Regions from separate parts of the Zea mays genome. Here region 2 is linked to region 1. The links are chromatin contacts, called in public Hi-C maps. All regions are on one chromosome and are shown on one strand. Each heading gives the region's core, a stretch centred on a gene start, on an enhancer-like site or on the middle of the called end of the contact. The rest is flanking DNA. Distances are from core to core; before and after follow the strand shown. Region 1 holds the start of LOC100273299. Region 2 has its middle 110 kb from the start of LOC103637673.

Region 1 (6,584 bases), core at 2,779-5,278:
GTAGCTTTGTTTTTAGTCAAAACTAAGACCGATCATGTCGTTGGCACGTTCCACCTGCCCGTTGGACCTCGGATGAGCCATCGCCGACCAATCCACACGGATGTGATGATCGCTGCAGAAGCCGAGGAACTTTTTTTCTATGAACTAGGTGCCGTTGTCGGTGATGATTGAATTGGGGACCTCGAAGCGATGAATGATATCCATGAAGAATGCGACCGCCTGCTCGGATTTAATATTGGCGAGGGGCCAGACCTCGATCCACTTGAAGAATTTATCGATGGCCACCATCAGGTGCGTAAAACCACCGGGTGCCTTCTACAGAGGACCGACGAGGTCCAACCCCCACACCGCGAACGACCACGTTATTGGGATCATCTGTAGGGCCTAAGCTGGCATATGCGTTTGCTTCGCGTAGAACTGGTGAAAGGGAAATGGCCTTAAACCATTTCTTATATTTTGGTGCTTGATGACCTTCACAACCATTCAGACTAACTAGTTTGCCTACTCTTTGATTCACAGGTTCATAAGTTTAGCAGTTTAGTCTCTAAGTAGCAATCCACTCAGATACAACCAAATAGGGGTAAAACATGGAATAGATGAACTACCAATAGTTATACTCTTTGGATAAGTTCTAAATACCCCGAGGAACCTATTCAACACTTCTAGAAAGGTTGGAAAGCTCGAAATCAACATATCACTATCTTGGAGCTAGTTTGAGCAAAAAAAGAAATATGAGTTAAAGAATCAAAATGTTTATGATCCATGACTTAGACTAGATGGAAAGCCACTTGAGATGTTTGTCTAAGTCATAAGATCTCTCTCAAGTTTAGCCAAAGCAACTTGAGAAGATTGTGCAAAGATCAACGAGAAGTCAAACTCAAGTTCTGAAATCACCGAATGCGGACCGTCCGACTGGCGGACCGTCCGCGAAACCGTTTTTACTTCGGCCAGGAACTCTAAATCGTGGATCATCCAGCTATACAGTGCGGACCGTCTGGCTATAATTCACAGGTCGTCCGCATGTGAAGACCTGGTTCAGCCCGAAGGTGACAAGTTGAGCAAACAGAATTCTAGAGCTGACGCGAACCGTCCGAGACCAAGGGCGGACCGTCGGCGTGGTGTCACCGAGGCAGATAGCCGTTGATCTACCAGGCGTATCCGTTGAATATGTCAGAATCGACCGTTGGAGGGTCGCAGACCGTTCGGGCCCTAGCCGCGGACCGTCCGCTAAGTGCAGTTTCTGGTAGATGCGCCTCAACAGCTACATGGGTGGTTGAGGGCTATAAAAGCCACCCCAACCAGCCCATTCACATGATTCATTGATCTACACTATGCACAAGAGTTGGGGATTCACTCCTATCTACTAGAGCAACACTTCTATACACATCCAAGCCTCACAAGTGCCACAAAAGAGAGATCAAGCAAGAAAGAGCTACTCATGTTGCTTTGTATTAATTCTGCATTCTTTGAAAGCAATACTTTTGCAAGCAAAGTACTTAGTTTTATACTTCGATAATTGTTCATCTTGTTCTAACCGCTAATCGAGGCAAGAAAGAACACCTCCTTGATGAATCCGACCGCCAAGAGCTTGTGGATCTCATCCCCGATGATCCTGCGCTTTTCCTCGTTGAATCAACGCAGGTGCTGCCTCACCGGCCTGAAGTGGGCTCGGATGTCCAAGGAGTGTTCGGCGACTTCCCTCGGTATGCTCGGCATGTCTGAGGGACTGCACGCAAATACCAATGCCTATCGCGCCTCGCACAACCGCCGTTGCCACCGAGCCTAGGGTGCGCCGCTGCCGCCAGTCCGCTTTGGGAGCGCCGTCACCGCTTGCCCGCCAGCCTCGGGAGCGTCGCCGTCGCCCGTTCCTGGTGGAGCGTTGTCGTCGCTCGCCCGCCTCGGGGCGACACCGTCGCTGGCCCCCAGGATCGCCGTCGCTCGCACGCCCGAGGGAACCGCCGCCCCCGCTAAAACCTAATCCCTGACGGCGTGTGGGTGTTTTTATTGCAGCCCGGACCTGGTCCAGCTCGACCGGATTGCACCGTCTGACATGAGCTTCCTCTAGTTATCGAAGCCAGGGCTCGTAATATACAATATATATATATATATATATATATATACACACACACACACGAAGATTGTTTTTTATAGGAGAATTGTGCTTTTCTATATACCATTAGAGGTTGTTTACAAGTGACCCTTGGAGACAACCTTAGAGCAAGTATAATATGAGGTTGTAAGTAGGCTAAATGTTCATGTGAAGGAGAGAGAAGTGTGTTATAAACCTATATACAACTTAGATATAAGAACCAAAAAATTATAAGAGAGATAAGTAGGGTCACTATATTAATAATGAAAAGCTAACAATTATACACTTGGCCAAGGAGATAGGCCATTGAGAATATTAAGGCCTTGTTTGGTTCTCTTTTTTAAATTTTAGTCCATGTCACATGCTTAGATGTTAGTTAGAAATATTAAATACAATTTAATTATAAAACTGACTATACAGACGAGGACTAAACAACAAGACCAATCTATTAAAACTAATTAATGCATGATTCACTCATGTGATACTACCGTAAACATTTACTAATTATAGATTAGTTATGACAAAAAAATGTATCATTATTTAGTTTTTATCTATATAATTAATTTTATAAGTAGACTATTTTTAATACTCGTATTTGACTTCCAAATATTTGATGTAACATAGGCTACAGTTTAGTCCTTGAACAAACATCTCTTGACTTTTGGCCGCCCCGTCACGCGCACTTCCGCAAACTGAACAGCGCCCTGCGGCTGGATCTCGCGAATGAAAATACAATATATATACGAAGATTGTTTTTTATCGGAGAATTGTGCTTCTCTATATACCATTAGAGGTTGTTTACAAGTGACCCTTGGAGACAACCTTAGAGCAAGTATAATACGAGGTTGTAAGTAGGCTAAATGTTCATGTGAAGGAGAGAGAAGTGTGTTATAAACCTATATACAACTTAGCTATAAGAACCAAAAAATTATAAGAGAGATAAGTAGGGTTACTATATTAATAATGAAGAGCTAACAATTATACACTTTGCCCAGGAGATAGGCCATTGAGAATATTAAGGCCTTGTTTGGTGTTTTTAAATTTTAGTCCATGTCACATGCTTAAATGTTAGTTATAAATATTAAATACAATTTGATTATAAAACCGACTATACAGATAAAGACTAAACAACAAGACCAATCTATTAAAACTAATTAGTCCATAATTCACTCATGTGATACAACCGTAAATATTTACTAATTATAGATTAGTTATGACAAAAAAATTGCATTATTTAGTTTTTATCTATATAATTAATTTTATAAGTAGACTATTTTTAATACTCGTATTTGACTTCCAAATATTTGATGTAACATAGGCTACAGTTTAGTCCTTGAACAAACATCTCTTGACTTTTGGCCGCCCCGTCACGCACTTCCGCAAACTGAACAGCGCCCTGCGGCTGGATCTCGCGAATGAAAATATCAGGTCTAGGCCGCGCGGAACCGAGGAGGAAAAAGGCAGGGCGGCCGCCACTCGCCACCCACCCAACCGCTGAATTATCCATCCCCATCCAAGTTCCCACACGCCCCACGGGCACAACACGGCCAGGCCGCGCGGCTGCGGAGCAGCGGAGGCGGGCGCTCGCGCGCCGCGCCCACCACGGCACGGGCTCCGCTGGGTGCGGCGCCGTACTCCCGTGGCCTCGTGCCGTTTCAATCGCGCCTCCTTTCCTCATAGGCTCGTGCCCTCAGGCCAGGCCTCGTCCATCGGCCGCGAGTACGCGGCTCTGCGACAAACCCCGCAAAACCACCGCACCGCTCCGCCCGCCCACGCGGCCGCACCGGTGGGCGATGCCCTCCGTAGCCGGTCATTTCACCGCGGGCGCGGCCCATGCCCGCGGCCCACCACCGCACCGCCTCGCCTCCTGCTCCTTATATGACCGGTTCCCCACCTCCGCCTCCGTTCCCCATCTCCACCACCACCACCACCACCAAACCCTAGCCGCCTCCCTTCGCCGCCGCAGCTGATCGGCCATGTCTTCCTCGACCTCCGATGCGGCCAGGGACGACGTCGTCTCATCTCCCGACCTGCCCCCCCTGTCCGCGCACGTCGCCGCGGCGGCTGCTGCGGCCGCGGCAGCGGCCTCCTCGGGGGGAGGAATAGGGCTCGGGGGCGGGGGCTCCGGCCGGAGGCTGCCGCCGCCGTGCTGGACGCACGAGGAGACCCTCGCGCTCATCGAGGCGTACCGCGACAGGTGGGAGGCGCTGAGGAAGGGCAACCTGCGCGCGGCTGACTGGGACGACGTGGCCAACGCCGTCACCGCTCGCTGCGGTCGGTTCCCCACCGCCACGCATAAGTCCGGCGTGCAGTGCCGCCACAAGATCGAGAAGCTTCGAAAGCGATACCGCGCTGAGCGGTCGCGATCCGCGGGGCGGTCCAAGGGGCCCAAGTGGCCGTTCTTCCCGCTCCTCCACGACCTCGCCGGCGGCGGCGTGCCGGACCCTAGCCCTAACGCCATCGTCAAGATCAAGACCAAGGGCCCTGCCCCGCCGGCATCCCCGCCTTCCCCTGTGTCCTCCCCTTCCTCCTCCGAGGAGGCTGTGCGGAGCAGGAGCCTGCACGGGCTCATCTCCAACGGCGGGGCCGGGAGCGGGCTGCGCTTCACCATCCCTAAGGCCTGCCGCACGAAGCCCGCCGCGGCGGCAGCTGTGAAGCCGGAGAGGAGCGGCGGCGAGGACGACGCCGAGTCAGAGGCGATGGCCGAGGTGGCTGCCGCACTGCGGTCCGTCGGGGAGGGGTTCCTTCGTATGGAGGAGCGCAGGCTCGAGCTGTCGCTTCAGATGGAGAAGGAACGAATGGAGTCAGAGATGAAGCGCACCCAGACGATGCTCGACGCCCAACAGCTCTTCCTCGAGGCCTTCCTGGGTAAGCAGCAGCAGCAGCAGCAGCACAAGAAGGCCAGGGTCTCCCCTTCCTCTGCCGCAATGGAAGAGGACTGATCAATCCATGTAGCCCGGTTGCTCTAGTTCTGCTCTGTCAACCTTGTGTGCATCCTTCCTCGCTCTGCGTTGACTGCTGTTCATGCTAGTATTGTTAACTTTGTGTCAGTAGCAATATAATCTTACTATTGTGTATGGATGGTGATGTAGGTGTAGGGATATGGATATGGATAAGGGGGGAAGGGCGAGGTTTGAATTAGAAATTAGGTGGTCTCAGTTTTAATCAGTGAACGACTTGTGTTATGAGCTTATGATGAGCTGCTGCTGTTACGTTGAAACACTTCAGCTTGTTCAAATGGCATCTACTCGTTGTCAATTTTATTGTTGAGTTTGATCGCTTCGCTAGACTCTTGTTATGACCGTCCAATTGCTAGATTAGTTTAACGCTGCATTCGAGGTATTCGGTGAGCAAGCATATGGAATCTCTATATTTCACTGAGGTTCATCCTGTGTTGTGAGTAAACTGTAATGCTATTGTTATGCCTGGAGTACAGAGACGAAGGCTATAAGCCTAGTCTATAGTACTCCTGATCAGATTACTATTTCAAATTAGATTGGATCTATAGTTAAGAACTTCAGATTAGTTAGATAAAAGTTAGCTACTCTTACTAGATAAGAGGAGAGTTAGTTACTGTTATTGGATAAGGACAAAATTAGATGATATCTCTAGTTAGCCTAGTCTATAGTGCTTCGGATCAGATTACTATTTCAGATTAGATTGAATTAGTATTTCAGATTAAACTATCTAGTTACCCGGACTTTGCTATAGTTGTTATATATCATATAAATATGTATTGAGATATTTATTCAAATATAATTATTGTTTATTTCTAAACACTAAGATACTTAGGTATGTGTGGTCTTGTGGTTAGCCTCAAATTTCTATAGTAGAAGGCGCGGGTTCGAGTGCTCACTCTTCAATATTTTTGCTCAGTGTGGTAGCTGCACGGTGGGATCGGGTGTTGGGCAGACATTGAGATGGGACACGTGGGGGCACGTGCGGCGGGCCCTGAGTGTCAGCGTGGAGAGTAAAGTCATAGTAGCACGAGATACCCACATTAGGTTCTTAATAAAGTAGTATAGATTAGATCTATAGATAAGATCCTTAGATTAGATAGATATGATAAGAATTAGCTACTCTTACTAGATAAGAGGAGAGTTTGTTACTGTCATTGGATAAGGACAAAATTAGATGAGATCTCTAGTTCGATAAGGCTTAGAGTCCTTTCTGTTTCAGGATTAGATCTCTTATGAACTATAAATACTTCTAAAGGGTTTTTTTTTCTGGAAATTAAGTAGAAGCAAATTATTTGTTGTCATCTTCCCTCAGTGAGCTGGGAGACCTAGCCGCCAGCCCGCCACCCCGTCTTTCTCCTTTTCTTGCAGCCCTAAATGCGTGAACAATACTTGCAGCACTATAGCGCGAGTACTGTAGCACCTTCTTCCTTTATCACGTGTGGTGGCCACGGTATCTAGTCACTGCCCTCGTTCCTTGCGATCATTGAGGCCACGGTGTCTAGTCTCACCTCCATCAACGCCAACTCCGCCACCCT
Region 2 (6,584 bases), core at 2,623-5,122, 430 kb after region 1:
ACGTTACTGATACTCCTAGAGCAAAAAGTTAAGAAACTAAAGATAGATTGATTTGGTTGGATTATTGGTGCGCGCAATCTACCATACACATTCATATATATATGGGAGGTTTGAACCCGTTCATAGCGTTTTCTAAAAGAGTCCACCGATTTAGATGGATAAAAACACAAAAAAAAGAGATTAAACCATCTGATCTCTCCGTTTAGATGGGTAAATTATCCACCTATAGGGACATACCGCCCGCGGCCCGCACCGTTCGGCCTCTACAGATGTCAAGTATTGGTGCTTACGATGATATAGAGCAAAAAGGAGCGCACGACGCACTAGCAAGATCGCATCCTGTACCCGATCTCTCCGTTTCATCGTTCACGCACTTGTGACGGTCGAGGGCAAGGCAAGCAGCAAAGCATAATTTTTTTTCTTGCCCCTCCCCCGTGCGACCCATCACGCTGCACTGCCACTGCCACTGCCAATACTCTCCAGGAAAGAAAACGAGAAAAAGGGCCGGCGACGTGGACGGTTTCCGGTCAAGTTCGCGGCGCCGGCCTGGGCGGCTGGCCACCTGTCGTCGATCTGGAAATTATTCGACGGCCAGTGCAGTGTCCGGCAGTCTCAGTGTGCCTCTTTCACGACGCTGTCAATTGGAAGGATACGTTGTGTGTGTGTGTGTGGGCGTGTCCAGTAGACAGTAGTGAGACGACTGACGACGCGGACGCAGCAGAGGAGAGGGATCTGTACCTATAGATGTCCAAACGGGCGGCACGGCCCGGCCCAGCCCGAGCCCGTTTGAGCCCGACCCGTTTGAGCCCGTCCTATTAACCGGGCCGGGCCGGGCCGCCCGACGGGCTGACTGTTCTGTCCGAGCACGGCACTACACAGGCCCATCCGTGTCGGGCCGGCCCGGAAAGCCCGACCCACGAAGGAGCCCGGCCCAGCCCGAGCACGCCAACACAGTTCACATTCAAACATTCAAACACATTTCACAGTTTACATTTCCATCCACATAATGACATAAAATCATAAATCACAGACTATATACATATTCACACAATCACACTTGCACAAAACAAAAATATAAAGATAAGTAATATAAAGGATTAGAGCTGTTTGTGCAATGGCTGCCTCATTGAAAACCTTTCTAGGTAAAAACTCACTCCTCGTGAGAAAACCCTAGAAAGGAAAAAAGAGTACAGCCCAGCTCTGATTTAATAAGTTCATGTCTAAGAGTACAGTTTACATCACCAGATGTCCAGATCACTAGAATAGAGTAGGAATAGGAAGAATAGTAGGAGATTACAAAGTGTAGGGCCCTAAGGGTCATCAAGATAAAGTCCTTCAAATGCTTGTTCAAGGTCTTCGTCCTGTGTACAGTGTTGGCCTCTAGCTTCTCCTAGTTCTCAATCTTTCATGCAAAGTAGCATCTCTACCATATAAACAGCTCATATGCAGTCATAGATTCAATAAATAGGCAGTCAAACAGATTCAATAAATATGCGGTCAAACAGACCATATAAACAACTCATATGCAGTCATAGATTGAGTAAACAGATTCAATAAATATGCAGTCAAACACAACTCTAATATGCAGTCATATATTGAGTAAACAGATTCACTAAATATTCACTAAATGAAGATCTAGATCATTGAATATACATTGAGGTATTCACTGATAGTACCTGAGCTCTGGAGAAGGGAGCACCAGATGCTGTCGAAGGTAGCAGGGAGGTGGGAGCACCAGATGCTGTCGGAGGTAGCAGGGAGGTGGGAGCACCGGAGCTGTCGAAGCACGGGATGCGCCGCGCGGCCGCGCCGGTAGGAGGGACCAGGGAGGTTGGACTTGGGAGCACCGGAGCTCTCGAGGAGTGAGCACCGGATGCGCCGCGCCGGTGGGAGGGAACAGGGAGGTGGGAGCACCGAGCACCGGAGCTATGGAGGAGGGAGTACCGGAGTGCGCCGCGCCGGTGGGAGGGAGGAGGGAGGTGGGAGCACCGAGCACCGGAGCTATGGAGGAGGGAGTACCGGAGTGCGCCGCGCCGGTGGGAGGGAGCAGGGAGGTGGGAGCACCGAGCACCGGAGCTATGGAGGACCGGAGCAGGGAGGTGGGAGCACCGAGCACCGGATCGAGGCAGCCGCGCGCTCGCGCACCGTACCGAGAGCACCGGACGCGCACGGGACCAAGAGCATCGGAGGAGCAACGGAGGCAGCCAAGCACGGAGAGCGGGAGAGGAACGCCGCTGCCGAGCACGGAGACGAACGCCGCTGCCGAGCACGGAGACGAACGCCGCCGCCAGAGACCGAGAGCCGGATCTGGGAGCCGCCGCACGGAGAGGAGAGGACGAGGGAGTGAGAGAGCGTTAGGGTTAGGGTTTCACTCACACGGCGACGGGTTCGCTCACACTAAATAAGGCCGTATGCGCGGATCGGCGGATGCGTCCATGCGGTGTGCCGTGCGCCCGTGCGCTATTTGGGCTGGGCCATTTAGAATGTGAGGATACAGGTAGAAGCAGCCCAGATTTTTATTACGTAGCTGCTGTGTGAACGGGCCGGTTTATAGGCCCGGCTTATAACGGGCCGTGCTCGGGCTAGCCCAACGGGCTCAAGTTCCTGTCGAGCCCGGCACGCTCTACGGGCCGGGCTAAGCCCGGGCCCGCTTCACCTCGTGCCGTGTCGGGCTCGTGCCGGGCTAATAAATCGTGCTTCGTGCCGGGCTAACGGGCCACGTGCTTTATGGACATATATACTTAACCCCTCGCAGAGTCGCAGCATCGTCTGCCTGCCTGGCTGGAAAGATGCGCGCTTGTAGGTTGTTGTAGTTGTAGCCCAGCTGCTGCAGCTGGAACCTCTCTGCGTGGAGAAAGAGGTAGCATCGCCCCCCTCTCGGTGCACGCACGCATTCGATTCTCTGGCTTGCGGGGGGCGGAGGATTGGAGTTTGGTATCAGTAGTTTTCAGGCGTTCCCGAGCTTGCCCACGCAGACAGCAGACTGCGCCTTCTCTTCACCTGGCAGGATGTATTTTTTTTTTTTGACGTGAGTGCTTCTGTCACCGGTGCGTTTTCACTTTCACCACCATCAACCAGGACATTTTCCTAATCTAACCGGCTCCTAGTGCGATGCGAACCGACCGAGCTCAAGGCTGAAGGGGTGGATGATGAGGAGGCAGAGGCAGGCAGTGGTGATGAAATGAATTGCCTCCAACCAGCAACATCGATCTTCATCCTCGTGCTGCGCACTGCGCATTAAAATTCGGCCTGGGATTTCGTTCAGCCAGGGTACGGTGGTCGGTAATAAAAAGGGGCCGGCCGGGGCGGGATCGGTCTGGATCGTGGCCATTAAATGTGACGGTTTTTTTTTACTGATGTGCCTCCCTCGCATCGCGCCTGGGCGAGAACACTGTGTAGTAGTACTACGCAACATGCGTACGTGTGGTACGTAAACTGCCAAGAAAGGCCGCTCCTGGTTAAATTAGCCGGGTGCGAAGCAATCTCGGTTTGCTGTAGGCGAGAGCTTTTTACAGGATTGCCGACTTTGCGTTGGTTGGGCGGCAGAAACAAACGAAACAAGGTCCATGGGCTTGGGTCGTCACGCCGCTTGTTGTTGACACGACGCCTCACGGCGCGCCGCGGCTTGTCGTCGTGGCGTGCTTTGAGCCGCTCTTGGATTGGATTTGGATCTCATCAACCCAGCCTAGCTAGGCGTCGTGCTCGTGCACAATCACAAGAAGCGGCGGGCGGGGCCGCGTGGCGTGGATGGTCGTCACGTCACGTCGTCTATCTAGATTCACAGCAAATTAAAGGATCACACCCGAGACCTGATGAGGGCCCACCCCGTCAACCATCCGGCCGGCCGGCCGGGTGACGGTGGCAGTGGCAGGCAGGTGGGGTGTGGCCGTGTCGATCACGCACGCGGCACGCGGCAGGCAGACACCTGTCTGTCTGTCAGCTAGGATTCCAAGCCCCCTCCCACCCTCCCAGTGCGCTAGTGCAGTGCACTGCATCGGTCGTCCAGCGGAGCTAGATCTTGCCGTCGTCGTCGTCTGAAGCGTCGAGCCCAGCGCGCACCCACTGTCTCTCATCAGCCGTGCCACGACGTGCGGAAGACGGCGACGACGATGCCGGATCGGTGCGGGGATCCCCCTTCCTTTTCCTCTGTGTGGGTGTTTTGCATGCTTTGCGTGTCGTACACCACTGCACAGCACCTATACTTACTAATAATAAAACCCTGCGCGGTGCCGTACGCAACCGACCGAGTTGCGGTGGGCTTCGTCTCGATCGTGGATCGGTGCGCGCGCGCTTCTAGGGGACTCTTATCTGTATATACGCCTGCCCATCGTGTAGTAGCCGGAGTCACGTACGGTCCACCGTATTCCACATCCATGTATGCAGATCGTGCTGGTCCTGCATCTATACCAGCCATGCGGCGACGGGGAGGCCACAGCACCAACCGGGGGTTACTTCTTCGAGGCCCTTTGCCGTGCCATATAGTACAACAACGTCAAAGGCCCTGTGTTCTAGTATAGCATAAAAGCAGCAAGCACCTGACTGGGGGGAGGAAAGGGAAACGAGAGCAGTTCAGCGAAAGCACATGCGCGCCGGCACCGCTCGATCGGACGGAGGCACCACAACGACACAACACTCACCCTGGACGGCGTGCGCACGCCGGCCCGCCCACCAGGTTCGCACCGCATATCACACAGTAGCTCGCTCCAAGCACGAGGAGCCGGGCGAAGACAGGTCGCGCTCCAAGGAGTTGCTTCTTTATTTCTTTTAGGGAGACCCAACGAATTGCTACTAGATGCTCAGACGTTGACGTTGGCATCGTTCCATCGGCGGCTTCAATCAGGTATGTCAATATAGTAGAAATACCAGTATATCCTTAGGTCATATCCAAGAAACTAACTCAACGGATCGTTAAGCTAAATTTTAACTACTCAACAGCAAAATAACTCTACAGCAGACTAGCTATATAGCTCGTTAAGCTATCCAACTCTACAAATTGGCTCCCTCACACACCAAACTTGGCTAGCCGCTCCGACTAGTCAAACTAGATAGATAGTCAGTTGGAGTGAGGTGTTATACATAGAGTGTAATATTTACAGAAAGATAAATGAAGAGTCCAATAGAGAGACAGAAATAAAGAGTCCTGTTGGGGGCCTTCGGCTTCCGAAGGTCCTAAAAACATGATTTAACAATGTTTCTGGAGTATAATACATGAGCAGGTACTTTCGGACTTGAACTCTTCGGACTTGAGTCAAAATCACAGTATGAAGAAGCACAAGGGAAACGAATGATGGAACAGAGCCGAAGCTGTGCGCAAGGGAGCTTCGGCATGATGATAGGAAAAAGAAAACCGACTTAAAAGGGAAAAGACTATCTAGACCTCGATGAATTACTATAGAATTATTAGCAAATGCAAAGAGCCTGGATGTAATTTTACATGGGCTGCGACCCGTGCCTATAAATAGATGAACAGTGCTCCCGCACTGGACACGGGCTTGACATTTTGCTTTTGCGTCACACTTGTACTCTTTATCTTCCTTCAAGCCGAAGGTACACTTGTAATAAATTATCATTTCTATTCATTCATAATAATAAGATAAAAATAATTCAATAATAACAACATATTTAATTGTTCATGTTGTTTATTATACTTCATACGAATCCCTCTTTATTTTTATATGTTGTGCTTACGAAGGTATGTTCTTTGTAACTTTCGTCCAAGAGTCGTTATATCCTAAGGGCAAATAATGCTCCGAAGGACGAAGGACTTTAACCATTAACGTTTTGTGTTGCCTTGTTCTTAACTCATAGCATTTGAGAACAAGTCCCCAACATTGGCGCCCACCTCCGGTGAACCCTTTTCGACCACCTTCGGCAAGCATCGACTTTCGTCATGCCGCCAAAGAAAGCTTCAGCAGCAGGGGCTGCCGCTCTGCAGCCGCTGGACCCGAACCAGGAGACCCTTTCTCTTCGGGAGGCCCGAAGCCAGAAGAGGAAGACCACCAGTCCAACGCCTCAGGAGGACGACTTGGACCAAGAAATCAGGAATATGGAGATGCTGCATCAGCAAGTGCAAAGGAAGAAGGAAAAGATGGCCCGGCTAGCTGACTTACAAAGGCAGATAGACGAAGCCTCTGAAGAAGTTCGTCATCTCACGCAAGATGAGCAGAATCGAAGGCCCCAGTACAGAGAGCTTCATCAAGAGGGCTTCGTCAACGAGGATGACTGGTATGAGGATTTCCATCATGGAAATTTTGCTTTCGATGATGCTTCTCCTCTGTCAGCAGAACTGCAGGCTACACCTTGGCCCCCGTCTTACGAACCACCCCAGCTCCCAATGTATGATGGACACTCAGATCCGAAGCAATTTCTGATGAGCTACGAAGCAACCATATCTTCATATGGTGGCAATACTGTAGTCATGGCGAAATCCTTCGTCATGGCAGTCAAAAATGTTGCACAAACCTGGTACTCTTCTCTTCGGCCAGGAACAATTACATCGTGGCAAAAGCTGAAGGACATGCTCATCACCAGCTTCCAAGGGTTTCAGACAAAGCCGGTCACTGCTCAAGCTTTGTTCCAGTGCA

The links. A called contact is a pair of places that touch in the nucleus more often than the background predicts.
Region 2: a contact with region 1 is called in a Hi-C map of ear, with 1.9 times the contacts expected there. The contact joins the enhancer-like site here to the promoter of LOC100273299 in region 1. A contact is called at or near these places in 3 of 25 Hi-C or Micro-C datasets (bundle sheath, ear and endosperm).

What each region holds. Positions count from the first base shown.
Region 1 is chr1:96,225,059-96,231,642 of Zm-B73-REFERENCE-NAM-5.0, forward strand. It overlaps LOC100273299, which reads left to right and starts at 4,029. Exons shown (of 1, transcript NM_001147740.1): 1 at 4,029-5,350. The coding sequence starts at 4,066. The coding sequence ends at 5,031.
Region 2 is chr1:96,653,524-96,660,107 of Zm-B73-REFERENCE-NAM-5.0, forward strand. No RefSeq gene overlaps it. Among protein-coding and RNA genes, the nearest start is that of LOC103637673, 110 kb to the left of the region's middle. Within about 2 kb of position 3,873, at least 18 of the 20 cell types and tissues checked have an H3K27ac peak or open chromatin away from gene starts, as enhancers often do. A contact at or near this core is called in bundle sheath, ear and endosperm, where this site is marked.